Regions from separate parts of the Mus musculus genome. Here regions 1, 2, 4 and 5 are each linked to region 3. Evidence: chromatin contacts called from public promoter capture Hi-C data. All regions are on one chromosome and are shown on one strand. Each heading gives the region's core, a stretch centred on a gene start, on an enhancer-like site or on the middle of the called end of the contact. The rest is flanking DNA. Distances are from core to core; before and after follow the strand shown.

Region 1 (2,700 bases), core at 66-2,565, 2.7 Mb after region 3:
CCGGAAATCTTCTCATTTGATGACTATTTCTTCTGTAATTTCAAACGGGACGTATGAGGCAATGTCACAAATCGTTCTTTTTTTTTTTTTTAAGCTTTGAAATTATTTTTAAAATTTCTTCTCACACCCCTCCCCCGCGCGCGCCCGGCCCCGGGTGAGTAGCGACCAGGTGGGCAGCACAAGCCTTTAATCCCAGCACTCCGGAGGCGGGAGGCAGAGGGAAACAGTTCAAAGCTGTCCCGATCTGGAGACTTCCCGGCCAGCCAGAATTGTTCAGCGAAACTGTCTCAAGTAACAAAACGAAAGGGAAAATAAACACACACACACACACACACCCGTTTTTGCATGTATGAGGTACGCGTTTGCATTTGTGCATGGAAACACTTGTAGGAGTCAGAATATCACTCCTCACCTTCCATCTGATTTGAGGTAGGGCCTCTTGTTTTTAGGTACTGCCAGAGACCTTTCGGAGACTCATCTAGATTGGCACGACCGTCATCACCGCAGTTTGTCATTTCATCTTACAGTGTGCCCAGCAGTTTTTGCAACCCCCTTCACACTTCATCTTACCGAATGCCTCATTTTAATCTAACTGAAGATAAAATTTCCATCGGATCTCTGCTTCACACTTTCCCGAGTCACAGTAACCTGTGATCTCTTTAAATTTAAGGTGGTTTCAAAGACCTGCCCCAACACCTTCATTATCGGATCTGGGAACTGAGAGTCTGGAAGGAGAAGTCAGTCTTATCTGTCTGTCTGTCACTCTTTCTCTGCCTTGCTCCCCCCTCCCCACTACGTCTCTACTTTTCTCCCTTCCTTTCCTCTCTTGTCTTCTCCCCTCCCCTCCTTTCCTCTATTCTTCCCGGTTCTTTCCCGCTGGCTTGGAACTCCCTGTGTAGACAACAAGGTTGGCCTCGAACTCACTGAGATACTTCTGCTTGTCTCCTGAGTGCTGGGATTAAAGACCTGCGCCACAGGCCCGGCAAGCAGTCGCTTTTTAAGTGCACCTGTGTAATGGAGGTTAGTTATGATTGGTTATCTGTGATGCATTAAATTAGAAGCATCCCGGGAATCATTTTACCTTTCCGGTCACTTTCTAGCTCCCCGGAGGCCCTTTGTGACTGGATGACCGACTGTCTTCATCCTCCAATCGGGGCTTGGAGTCTCAGAGCTACACCAATTGAAGGTTACCGGACCTTCAATAAAGACCAATCGGATGCTAGAGCCTAGCAAGCGAACGGCGATCAATCAGAGCGCAGGAGCGGCAGCCGGGGAGCGGCTGGCCAATCAACGTGAGAGCGGTGAGGAGGGGGCGGAGCCTTCGTGCAAGGAGCACTGCGCAGCGCGACTGCGCTGCGGAGCCGGAACGGAGCCTGAGACCTGGTCGAAGCTGGTAGGGTTGGGCTGGGCGCGCGCGGATGGGAAGGGCTGCGTTGGGCGTCGCCTGGGAGAGAGGTACGGGAAGAGTCCCGGGCTACAAATGCCGTTGCCATGGCAACGCAGGTGCACAGTTCTGGGACCAGGGTCCCTGCTTCTGGACAGTTTTCAGGCTGGAGCCCCAAGGCCCATAGGGCCTCCAATACCCTAGGCTTGCAGGCTGCTGGGCTGCAACCTCTCGATGGCTGTCTTGGCAGCCGACGATCTGGACTCTCTCCTGGGGCACTAGGAAAACAGGTCTTAGCAATGTGACCAGTTGTGCTAGCTCAAGTCAGTTCGCTTCTAGGCCACCCCTGGGTGCAGCAAAGCTGCCTCATCCTGGAGATGTCACTGTAGACAAACTAGGGTGTCTCCAGAGATTTTTTTTTTAAGCATCCAGCGGAATGCTTTGTGCACAAATAATTCAGAGAATAGGTCCTTAGTGAATGAGTAAAGATCACAGTGGCAAAGATTCCAGGGGCTGGCTCTGCTCAGGAGAAGTAGAAAGCACATCACATATGCTGTTTCGAATAGGAATCGTGGTAAGCTAACGATAAGTTAAATTTTAATATATTTCATTTGACCCAAACATATTACCAGTATTAAATAAGTGGTAAGATATTTAAAATTGAGTCTTTTTTCCCAACCGAAGCTGTCCAGTCTCTAATCTTACAGTATATGTCAGTACTATCGGCCTCTTTTCAAATGCCCACTACCCATTTAAATAGTGCCTAACATCTTTGTTTATTTCATCTAGATTTTTTTTGTTTTGTTTTGTTTTGTTTGTTTTTTTGAGACAGGATCATGTTATGTAACCCAGGCTAGTCTCAAACTTGTGATCCTCCTGTCTTAGCTCCCAAGTGCCTGGCAAAGTCGGATTTAAAAGAAAATTAAGTATATTTATGTGCACCCATGTGAACAACAGGTTGTCACTTCTCTTCTCTCATGTTATGAGTCCCAATGAAATTGAATCCCATTGTTTGGATCGTTAGCAAGCCTCACCTGCTGAGCCATCTCACAAGCCTGAAACTAGTGTTTTAAGTGGATCTAACTCGGGCAATAATAACAGAGAACTGAAAATCTACAACAGACAAACAAATTGGCTGCTAGTTATTATTGGGAATTCAAGGGAAGAATCCTTAGGGCTCATGTAATAGTAGCAGGTATGTCTGGCCGGTGGCCTGCAGGCCACATGTGGCCCAGGACAGCTAGGAACGTTGCCCAACACAAAACGGTAAACTTCCTTAAGTCATGGGGACATTTGCTTTCCCATCTCGTTTTGTG
Region 2 (2,700 bases), core at 155-2,654, 2.3 Mb after region 3:
TAAGTTCGAGGCCAGCCTGGTCTACAAAGTGAGTTCCAGGACAGCCAGGGCTATACAGAGAAACCCTGTCTCAAAAAACCAAACAAACAAACAAATAAAAAACTGTCTTGGTCATGGTTTCCCTTCACAGCAATGGAAACCCTGAGGCAGTACGTGAATGAATAAATGGGGAAAGTCACAGAAATGAAATTACGTATGGCACAACAGAGGAATCTCAGTAGAATCTATACAATAAGAAGGAGACGAAAAACTCTGATTCAATTTAAGTGAAAGTTAAGAAAACACAAGTTTGTTTCTAGTGACAGAAAGGTTAGTACTGGGCAAAGGGGGTCTGCTGAATGGCTGAAAGGTATGACTGTAAAGAGTAAGGAAGTTTTTAGAGGTGGTGTTTATTATCTTGATTGTACTGATGGTTTAAGGGCATGGACGTGGTAGAAGTTAACAAATTATGTCCACGTTAAATGAGTGGGTTTACTATACACCCTTTATTGGGATAAAGCTATTCATTTTTGAGACAGGGTCTCACCATGACGATCTGGCTGGCCTGGTACTATTTAGGTAAACTGGGGTGGGCTTGAACTCAGAGATCACCAGGGAGTGGACGACCTCTGCCCTGTCCCCCGCCCTATGCTGGAAATTTTTTTAATGCTATTTTTAAAACCCCAAAAGAGAAATCAATTATCGTGACAACTGATCAAGTATCTAATCAATTATCAGTATACTAAAAAGTTGTACTAGAACATCGCCACCACCAGACGTGCATAGGGATTTTCCTGGATGTCTTGCAAAGATACAGTCAGTAAAGTGGGGACCAATGAGAGAGAACTGTTGTTGGTCCAGTCGGGTCACCTAAGCGGGTATAGCTGGTGTACATGTCTCTGGGACGAAAAAAACCAACACCTCAAGAAGAATTGGAGAAGGGATGCAGGATAATGCAGAACAGGAATACCATCTCCTCACTCTCGTTCAAGAGGGTTCCAGGGGCCAAATGCATCCCCAGTAGTGCGCTTTGTAGTTGTAAATATCTGTGTCTGTTGGAATTGGAGAGTGACGGTTGTTTTTGTGGAGCGAGGTGGGTTAGCCCACGTGAAAGCTGGAACGCTTAATCAAGAAGGGAACTATTCCTGTGCCCACAAACCACTTCACCACAACCAACAGGGAATTCCGAGTCTCTAACCCCGGCGTCTTTCCCGGAACTCCCGGATCCACCGATCACGTCCACCTCATCATCATCATCTTCTTCCGCCCGGAAGGGTTTCATTCGCCTACACTAGGAAGACTTCTCTCCCAGCCACCGCGCACCTCACCGCAACGCGCAGCCGCGGAGGCGTCGCTTTACGGCCGGAGGGGGCGGGGTGTCAACGTGCGGCACAGAAGGTGTTCGGGAGAGGCTAGGTTTTTTTGCGACAGGACGTAAGCGGCGACGGAGGTGGCGCGACAGCTGCTGGAGGGCCGAGGAGGCGGGTTTGTGTTTCCAGGGCCGAACCAGGATGTGGGGGGGCGCGGGTCCTGGGCTTGGGTAGCTTGGAGTCCCTCGGCTACAGCCATGAGTGAAGGGGATCGGCGAGGGGGGAGGCCTGGGGCGTCTTTGGGCGGTGGGTGGCTCCGAAGGGCTGGCGGGCCGGAGAGCCGGCTCTAGGCCGGCCATCTGACCCCGTGTCTTGCCCGAACTCGCAGAGCGGCGGGTCCTGTCCTCGCCATGAGGCCGCAGCAGGCACCGGTGTCCGGGAAGGTGTTCATTCAGCGAGACTACAGCAGCGGCACGCGCTGCCAGTTCCAGACCAAGTTCCCCGCGGAGCTGGAGAACAGGGTATGCAGCCCGGCTTCCCCTGCTCCTGGCCCTGCTCCTGGCCCTGCCCCTGGCCCTGGGGAGGGGAGAGTCCCTGGAGCGGGAGGGAGTGTCTCACGGTTCGGGAGAGCATGAGACGTCAGGATTCATGGGAAAAGATATACGAAGGAGGTACGGTCTAGTATTTGGAGAAAGACCACTAAGGCTAATGCTCAGAGTACAGTGATCATATAGAACTTTTAGGATGCTGGCCCGCAGTCCACCCAAGAGTGTCCTTAACAGGATGCCGACACACACACACACACACACACACACACACACACGGTACTTGACACCTGGTTGAAGCTCACACACACACACACACTCACTCAGTTATTGACATCTTGATGAGGTGCTAATTCCTGGAACTCCAGGCCACCTCATACCTCCTGTGGTAACCTATATCCTACTGCCTCAGACACGCGAAAGACAGCGTCATAGTCATGACTGGTATCTGTGGTCACTGTGCTGGTCATACTGTTCAGCTGAAAGGGTTTATTAGGGATGTGCTCGGCAGTCCAGACAGGCCTTCTTGGAACCTGAAAAACGTACACGGTCCCGGGCAGGAACGGCAAAGGAACTTGTAGCTGAACCAACCCTGACTCCCAGTCATTATCACTGGGAACTTCCTGTTTGCCTTGCATATCAAAACGGTCATGGGGCAGAGGTCCTTTGGGCAACCTTGTAAACAAAGATGAGATTTGTGTACCATTCCTTCAGATTTAACCACACCAAAAAAAAAACAAAAAAAATCTACTCGTCTACCCAATGTGATCCTCCTTTTGTTCTTCAGCGATATTACTCAGATTCTATTTCCTGTTCATAAATCAGTTTCTGAAGGATGAGGAACTTGGAGGGTAATTAAGCATGGT
Region 3 (2,888 bases), core at 220-2,719:
GCTCCTCCGCACCGGACAAGTTCTCCTCATTTCCTCCACTTCCCAGAACGATCCAGACCCCGAGACCCCCCACCCCCCGCTTCTCCAGACCCCTTCAAGAGTCCTCTAGGTCTAAGATAAAATAGAACATTACCACCACCACCACCATCACCCCTCAAAAGGGGGGGGAATCTTTGCTCGCTCTCCGCTAAAGCCGATTCAGCCATTTGGTGACGACACCTCCTTCAAACCTATTCCAAGACAAGCTAGCCTTCCCCGCCACTTCCTTTCCTCTTCAACCCCCCAACCTGGACCCCAGACTTGCCCGGAGGTAGGAAAACACTTGAAAAGATCCCAGATGTAGGGTGTTGAGCTTAAAGCCACCGGCTGAAACGGGGTGAATCCGCAAGAGGACCAAAAGATAGATGATGTACACACACACACACACACACACACACCCTCCATCTCCCGGCCCATTCCCGCCCTCCTCCCCAGTAGGGAACACACAGCTTCCGCCGCCTTCTCCTGGGCCAAGAGGGTCGGGGTCTGGACTCGGAGCGCAGCAGCCTCCTCGCTAGCTCCGGAGCGCGAGTTGGCGGAAAAGTTAGGCAGCGGGCAGCAGCAGCGGGCCCAGCGCGCGGGGAGGGGGCGCGGGCAGCGACACTGGCCGAGGGAGGAGGGACAGGGGCGCCGGGGAGGGAGCGGAGTCGGGGGTGGGGTGGGGGATTGGAGGAGGGAGGCGCGGGCTGCGACTGGCGAAGCGCGGGGGCCGCTCGGGACGCCCAGCCAGCCGGCTCTGCGGGCGCCGGCGACTCTTACCTCACTTGGCGCTGCGGTCCCGCCTCTGGAGAGCTCGCCGTGGCGCGGCGGGTGTCTGTGTCTTGCGCTCCCGCCGCTCGTCTCCGGGCTCCGTTCAGATCCTGATGGGGTCTCGAGGGCTCCGCGGCCGAGGCACGACTCCCGGCGGCACTCCGAGCCGGGCGCCTCCAGCCCGGGCGGGAACAATGGAGCCGAAGCTGGTGCCCCGGAGGCGGGGCGGGGGGGAGGGCTCGGGTCCGCCGCCCGGGGTCCCCAGATCGTGCGCCCCCCGCTCTCCAGTACGCAGCGGCGGCGGTGGCGGCGTCTCAGGCTTCTGGCAGCCCGAGTTCCATCACCCCTCCTGGGGCTCCGGCGTGCATTGACTGCAGCACGGCTGTGGTGCGCCCCTGGGACCTGAGAAAAGTCCTCGGTCTCCGCTGCTTTTCCAGCTGCGGCGCGCGCTCGCGGCCGGGAAAGGCGAGGTCGCCGCAATGCGCTAAGCACAGTCTCAGTCCAGTCCGGACGTCTCGGCCCCGCTTCCCTGCGCAGCCCGGGTCCTCTGCACGCAGCGGCTGCACCAGGGTTCCGGCTCCCGTTCCGCGCCGCCCGCAGCGGAGAGCCCCGCCAAAGTACCCGCAGGAGCGCTCCGAGCGCTGTGCGCCGGCGAGGCGCGAGGGCTCGCTCTCTCACTCCCACCCGGCGCTAGTCCCACCTCCTCCTCCTCCCCTTGCAGTTGCCTGCTGGGCCTTGTAGTTCTCAAGCTGCAGCCCCGGAGAAGCCTGGAGCGAGCAGAACTGCTCTACAGTCTGGTCTAACTTGAGTTTTCGCCTGGAGGGCGCCCGAATTTCAGACTGTGTGTAGATCAGCGATTTGGGGACAGGAGTGGAGGGTGGGGAGGGGCGGGTGCCTGGCTATAATTTTGAGGTTGCACTGGGCAACTTGGTCTTTGGTTATCTCTGTGCCTTGGGGTATGATTTTCGTGCTCTAAATCTCGGTTTTCCCGTCTCTAAAAGGAATAAATAGGACCCTCACATAGCTTACAATATACGAACTGTTTTTATTGATGGATCGGTTGACTTTCCCCCTCAGACCCTTTCCTTGGATCTCAACTTTCCCCAGCCACATAATTTAGGTTTTGTGGTTCACGCTGGAATGGACCCTGCAAATTCTACAGTGCTGTTCATGGTAGCCTTAGAAATCACCAGCTTTCAGGAAGCAACCGAAGAGAGGAGGGGTTTTTGTTTTTTTTTTTTTTCGGATGGGGGGGGATGTTTGTTTACTTGCTTGCTTGTTTTGTTTTGTTTGCCTTAGGAATTAATCAGAGTCAAACCAGAGCCTCCACAGTATACTATGAACCTCAAAGAAAATCGCTGAAATGCCCTTCCCACCAGGTCCCTCCACAGAGATGTTAATCTGTGGCTCTTTAATCCAATGAGTCCAGTGGACGTGAATCATATTGAGATTGTTAAAAAATAAAAATTTTTGATCCTGCTTGGACATGAGAAATCCCGATGTTTTGATGAAGCATGCTAACAATTCTGAGACAGCCAGTGGGGCCTTCGCCTCGTTGCAGGAGCTCACTTTCCAGCAGTCTAAAATGATGATGTACATATGCAATCCTAGCCCTGGAGGGTCAGAGACTTAAGATCACCGTTGGCCACATAGGGACTGAGACGACAGCCTGTGCTTACAGACCCTGTCTCAAACAAATCAAACACAGGGGTTGGCGATGCAGCTTTGACAAAGGCAAAGACAGTGCTTTGATTCCAGCACACTCTAGACCTGACTAGGTGGTTGGTACCTGTTGGTTTGCTGCATAGCAGTGGGGTGGGGGCTCTGCAAATTTTCCTGGTGACTGTGATGTGATGTCTACTTGGGGACCACTGGAAGGGTGGAATATGTCACACTAGGTGTGAATTCCACCACTCAAAGACTTTGGGCATGTCACGAATCTGATAAGATCTAGTCCCTCTATGGGTCTCCCCCATGAGAAGCAGACTGAATGAATGTAAGTGTGCCAAAAGGGTCACACATGTGAAAGCCATCATGAGGGGGACTGTTCTATTCCGCTTCCACAGAGCAAGCCATGACAGCTTGAATACCAAACAATC
Region 4 (2,750 bases), core at 44-2,543, 2.1 Mb after region 3:
AACTTATGAAAATAAATCCCTCCGTCTTACGTTTGGGGTTGTTTGTTTGTTGTTGTAGTTTGAGCGAGTGGTTTTCCAAGGGAGCAGTGTCTGTCTCGGATGTTAACAGTTTTGGAACAGGACACCGCACTCTCTCTGAAGAGATAGACGTCCTTTTATTTAAAACCTAAGCTTTGCTTTCTTTCAGGTATGGAAAACGCCAGACTGGAGCTTAGGAAGAGCAGCTCCAGGTCTCCCCTCGCCCCCCCCAACCCCCCCCCCCCCACGGCCGAGGCTCACCAGCCATCAGGGAGTACCTGGAGCGGGAGAAGCGCCAAGCGATGCCTGGGCCTCCCAGAAGCTTTAGGGATCGGGTCTGCACACCTTGCGGGTTGCGGTGCGCGGCTCCTGAGCTTTCCCCCTCTACAGCCCTGGGCCAGTGCGGATGGGCGCGGGGGTTCGCGGGCGTGGGAAGGCATACCCTTACCTTGGGGCTTAGAGGCTTCCGTGGTATTGGGCGGGGTCATGGCGATGCAGACGTCGCCCTCGGGGAACTTGTCACATTTGAGCATCTCGGGCCAGTAGAAGCCGAAGAACTGCATGACCGGCTCGCACGAGTCGCGCACGGCCTCGCAGAGCCAGCGACACGGGTAGATGGGCCGGTCCAGACAGACGGGCGCGAAGAGCGAACAGAGGAAGACCTGGGTGCCCATGTGGCAGTTCTTGTTGAGCAGCGGCACCCAGCTGCTGGCCTGCTGCTTCACCTCTGCCATGGTCTCGTGCTCCAGCAGGTTGGGCAGCACCATCTTCTTGTAGCCCACGTTGTGGCACAGCCTCAGGTCCACCGGGATGTCCACGCACTGCGGGGGCTTGGTGTAGAAGCGCCCGCTCTGATACGAGCCGATGTCGGACTGGAAGCTCACGTAGTCGTACTCGCTGGCCGAACCCGCGGCCAGCAGAGCGGCGGCCAACGCCAGCAGCACTCCCGAGGCGGCCCCGCCGCGACCCCGCGCGCTGCGCCCGACGCCCATGTTGCTCGGCGACGTCGGGGCTGCCCACGCTGCCTTCACGCGCGCGTCCCGCTGCAAACTTCCCGGAGCCTCCGGGGACAAAGGCGCAGTGCCGGGCCCCGTCCGGCTCGGCGGCTGCGCGCTGCTCCCCGGGTCTCCGATCGATGGGGTCCTCCGCTGCAGCAGGTCGCCGCGGCGGGGCTGGCGCGGGGCGGGGAGCGCGCGGGGCCGAGTGCTGTCCCGGCTCGCAGAGGCGCGGCGGGCTGCGGGCTGCTGCACCTACTTGCGACGCTGCAGCTCGAATGCGCGGTGTGCGGGTGGCCGAGCCCTGGATCTCCCCGCGCGCAGCCAATCAGCTCCGCGCTGCCGGGAGCCGCTCTCCACACCGCGTCAGTCAGCCGCGCAGTTAACCAATCGCCGCGCCGGCCAGAAGGATCGGTTTACTAGAACTAGACCCAGGTCAACACCCCTTAAAAAGCAAAACCAAAAACTAAGCAAGTACTTTCGAAGGAGGCAAAAGCAAAAGGGAGAGAGTAGTTAGAAGTGCGGGGTGGGTGGAGTCGGAGTTGGACGCTGTAATTAGAGTGAGTCGGTTTGTTTAAAAAAAAAAAAAAGGACTCTTCATAATACTTGCAAATTGATGCAGTTGTGAAGACTTTTTTCTACTTCTTTTCCTAGTTCCAAGGAACAACGCAACAGACCAGCAGCCCTTCGCTCCACGGTTTTAATCTTAGCTGCTTCCCAGCTGCTCGGATGGGCAGGCTGAATTTAGGGAGCTCTTTTAAATTCCCGGGGAGTCTGGGCTTTTGCAAAGACTAAGAGAAGGTGGTGTTTGTGGCTGTGTTCCAGGTGACCGAAGGTAGAACGGGAAAGGGGCTCACTGCGGAGAAGAGCACTGATCATGTGGGTATTAGCTCCCAAGGACAGTTGACGTTTTTAAACGATGTTTTTAAGACCCTACTCAAGTCTCAGCTCTGCAGACAACACATATGTGCACAAACTTACACACACACACACACACACACACACACACACACACAGACGCGTTTGTGGATTAGAAAGCCAAAGCACTAAAAATACCAGCAGTACTGGGTGGGTGGATACCAACTCAAGATACACATGCTAATTCAGAGGTCAAAAACCAAAGGTGTGTCACCCCCTCCCGCATAAGGCAGAAGCCAGGCAAGAAAGAATAACTAAGTCGTCCTCTAGCCTCCCCCACCCCTGACCACACACACCCACTACTCACTTCCTGGGAATTGCTTGAGTGTTCCAAATACTCCCCTTACATTCAGAGAGCTAGGGGTGGGATCTAGAGTAGAGAGGAGACCGCACAAGCAGCCGGAGAAGTTCTCTGGATCACCTCATTCTGTGTTCTTCATAGTGGGTGGAGGGGCAGCAGAGGATGCAGTGTGTTGCGGTACTGGGTGGCAAATGGGTCGCCACTCCTAGTTGCAAAGCCCAACACAGTGGGAGATGCCGCTGGCCCAGGCGGCTGGTTTATAAAGCTCTGGGGAGTCTTGCTTTCCACTCAATAGACCCAATTTCTCCTTTCCGAGTAAAAGCTCCGGAACTTGCAAAGATGCGGGGATCCCTTCTTAAAGCAATCATACACACGCTGATGCTGTGACTCTACTGCGGGAAGCAGCTGCAGCAGGCGGTCAACATGCCTGTCCTTCCTAGGCTGATGAAAGATGCCCAAACCAAACAGGCACATTTGGGTAAGGGAGAAAGTCCATGCGGAGCAAGACTGTGGATGGC
Region 5 (2,747 bases), core at 121-2,620, 2.3 Mb after region 3:
AAGCATCAAATTAGCACATTCAGGGGTTGCACTGTATTAGAATTCTTGATTTTAAAAACTGCTTCAGTTAATCTGCTCACAAAAATCTGTTAAATCATTTTTGGCTTGGGATTAGGGCAGAATCTCTAATAATTTCTGAAATGTTCATAAACTTACTAATATTGTTTTGTACAAGGTATTTGTGAAACGGTGTTCTCAGCATTGACAATTATAAAATTTAAAACGTTGGGAAACTTTATGTTTTATATCCTTTGGTATCAAATATTTAGCTGATTTCTTTATATTAAGAGTGGCAGCCGGGCAGTGGTGTCGCATGCCTTTAATCCCAGCATTTGGGAGGCAGAGGCAGGCGTTTTTCTGAGTTCAAGACCAGTCTAGTCTACTGAGTGAGTTCCAGGACAGCCAGCGAAAAAACCAAAAATAAAATAATAAATTAATAGAGTGGCAAACACATCCATCTCATTAATATGCAAATTTGCTTTAATAGTTAATATAGGAAAGCTACAAATACATAGCAAAAATGCTTTTAAATAAATTTATTATCATTAAATATGTCTTGTATTCCTGTTATAGTTACATACCTGGAGTTGTGTAAAAGTTTGTGAAGAAATCAACAAATGGAGGTTTAAGTCCTGAATTAGGGGAAAGGTTAGGTACTCTTGGAAGTATACAAAAGCAATAAACTCGGAGGCTGGGAATGTGGCTCAGCTGGTCGAGTGCTTCTTTTAGCATGCACGAGGCCCTGAGTTCCAGCCCCCAGCACTTTATAAAACTTGGGACGGTAGTTTATTCCAGCACTTCAGGAGGTGGAAGCAGTCGGTGCAGAAACTGAAGGTCATTGGGCAATTCGCAGTTTTTGAGGCAAGTCTGTATTACAAGACGTCCTGTCTTAAAAGGGGGTGGGGTGGGCCAAAGAGGCGTGTCCCCCATCCCTTCTTTCTCTTTCTTCCACTATAAAGGACCCACGTCAGCAAAACAAGCCTGTCTTTGAAGCTTCCAGTCTGAGGAGAGGTTAGTTAGAACTGTGGCTGGGTTGGAAAACTGCAGTTGGCCAACCAGCCAATTACGTTAAGAGAAGCTCCGGGATGCCCGGGTAGTGCTGGGATGGTGGCTAACGTTTCGTGGCCAGCCGGAACCGAATCTCACACAAAGTCCCACAAAGACTCAGTAAATGAACCTCGCCATGCCGGGTTCTCCCTCTCCCCGGGAACGATGCCTGTTCTGGACACAGCTCAGACAGGCCCCGGTTGGCTTTCAGAAAGCGACCTCGGCTCACGCTGGCGAGCATCAGTGCGAGGAGCGAGCATCGCCGGAGCCCCGCCCACCCTGGGGTCCTCCGGGAGACCGCGCAAGCGCGGTTGGGCGGGACTCGGGGGCGGGGATTGAGGGGAGTGGGGTCCACGTCCAGCGGCGTAGACAAAGACGGGCGGGCGTACGCACGCTCTTACGTACGCCTGGGCCGGCGGCGGGCAGGGCAGGGCGGGAGCGGCAGTCACCGAGGACTGGAGCCGAGCCTCACGGCCGGTGAGTTGGATGGACCTGGTCCTACCGGACGCCCCCGGCCCCGGGCGGGACGCGGGGTCGGCAGCCGCGGGCCGGGGTCCCGCCGGTGGGGCAGCCGCTGCCGGGCGGTCCGAGCTCCTTCACGCCCGCTTGCCCCACTCCTGTCCTTCGCCAGCCCCGCTCCTCTCCTCCCGGGCTAGCCCCGCTGTCCTCTTGCCGCCTCATCTCCTCTCCAGTCGCCCGGCTCCTTGCCGCTCGGCTCCTTGGCTCAGCCAGCCCCGCTGTCCTCATCCGGCCCTTTCTTTCCCTTCCCTCCTCTCCTCGGCCGCCCCGCTCCTCTCTCCCCGACCGGTTTCTCTCCTCCTCAACCGACCACGCTCCTCTCCGCAGGCCGCTCGCCGCCTCGGCCTGGTGTGGCCCGGAGCTGAGGAACGTGGCTGAGAACCCGGCGTTAGATCACGTGGAAACGGGTTTCCCCCCCAGAATCCGTCCTTTATCCCGTGCTGTGCTCACACTGTCTTCTTTTTCGGGTCTGCCCCCTCTCCCCCTTCCCGCATTGGAGAGTCCCAGTGTCCAGGTTTGCCCCCGGATAGGGGCAGCCCTGCTTGATGCTACATGACTTTCCTGAGCCACTAACTAGAACTGCCACTATTCCAGCCTTCTTCACACCCCAGACTCCCTTTCGCCTTGGTTCCATGCCCTCAGTGGTAGTAGCATCCTACCTGGAAGTTTGACTTATTTATTCACTTTCCATCTTACTTGGATATTACATTGGTGACTCACAGGTTGTAGAATAATCTATGTGAAATTGTCAGGCTTCGCGGACGTTAAGTTCCATCCCATACCCATCTCTTGCGTATTACCGGTAGATAGCCTTTGAAGAACTTTGGTTTCGCTCGTTTTCCTTAATTTGAGCAGAACTTTTAAGAGTCTCTGCAGAGTTAGCGTGTCTTCGAGATTGTATCGCAACCCCGTAAAGACAGGCATAAAAATCACTGCGACCAAAGACTATGGTCAAAACTGTAATCCTGCCTGCTAAATTATCCTTCCTCTTTCTGAGAGTAATTTTTCAGACCTATAATTTGGAGAATTTCAAATATGCAAAACCAGGAACGTATGCTCATTATTATATATGCTCAGTGACATCTGGGGTTAATCATGCAATATCTGCATCTTCATTTATTTTACTTCTTCTGTCTCAGGAAGAAACAAAAATTTAGCACTGGAGCGCGCGCCGTGTGTGT

What was found. Promoter capture Hi-C pulls out the DNA fragments that hold promoters and counts their contacts.
Region 1: a promoter capture Hi-C map of hippocampal neurons shows a contact between it and region 3, with 3 times the contacts expected there. The contact joins the promoter of Ap3m2 here to the promoter of Fgfr1 in region 3. A contact is called at or near these places in 1 of 39 promoter capture datasets (hippocampal neurons) and 1 of 115 datasets of contacts at active chromatin or transcription factors (astrocytes).
Region 2: a promoter capture Hi-C map of hippocampal neurons shows a contact between it and region 3, with 4 times the contacts expected there. The contact joins the promoter of Golga7 here to the promoter of Fgfr1 in region 3. A contact is called at or near these places in 2 of 39 promoter capture datasets (hippocampal neurons and liver) and 1 of 9 other capture datasets (pancreatic islet).
Region 4: a contact with region 3 is called in a promoter capture Hi-C map of hippocampal neurons, with 5 times the contacts expected there. The contact joins the promoter of Sfrp1 here to the promoter of Fgfr1 in region 3. A contact is called at or near these places in 1 of 39 promoter capture datasets (hippocampal neurons) and 1 of 115 datasets of contacts at active chromatin or transcription factors (embryonic stem cells).
Region 5: a contact with region 3 is called in a promoter capture Hi-C map of liver, with 5 times the contacts expected there. The contact joins the promoter of Gpat4 here to the promoter of Fgfr1 in region 3. A contact is called at or near these places in 4 of 39 promoter capture datasets (cranial neural crest, hippocampal neurons and liver) and 1 of 115 datasets of contacts at active chromatin or transcription factors (astrocytes).

Annotation. Positions count from the first base shown.
Region 1 is chr8:22,804,269-22,806,968 of GRCm38.p6, reverse strand. Ap3m2 (adaptor-related protein complex 3, mu 2 subunit) reads left to right here and starts at 1,315. Exons shown (of 9, transcript NM_029505.3): 1 at 1,315-1,393.
Region 2 is chr8:23,255,784-23,258,483 of GRCm38.p6, reverse strand. Golga7 (golgi autoantigen, golgin subfamily a, 7) reads left to right here and starts at 1,404. Exons shown (of 5, transcript NM_020585.2): 1 at 1,404-1,810. The coding sequence starts at 1,700.
Region 3 is chr8:25,517,340-25,520,227 of GRCm38.p6, reverse strand. It overlaps Fgfr1 (fibroblast growth factor receptor 1), which reads right to left and starts at 1,469. Exons shown (of 18, transcript NM_010206.3): 1 at 799-1,469. Gm31288 (a long non-coding RNA gene) reads left to right here. Exons shown (of 3, transcript XR_003947368.1): 3 at 1-540. RefSeq lists promoters at 1,330-1,544, 1,330-2,304.
Region 4 is chr8:23,410,045-23,412,794 of GRCm38.p6, reverse strand. Sfrp1 (secreted frizzled-related protein 1) reads right to left here and starts at 1,293. Exons shown (of 3, transcript NM_013834.3): 1 at 467-1,293. The coding sequence starts at 1,010.
Region 5 is chr8:23,207,076-23,209,822 of GRCm38.p6, reverse strand. Gpat4 (glycerol-3-phosphate acyltransferase 4) reads left to right here and starts at 1,370. Exons shown (of 13, transcript NM_018743.4): 1 at 1,370-1,524.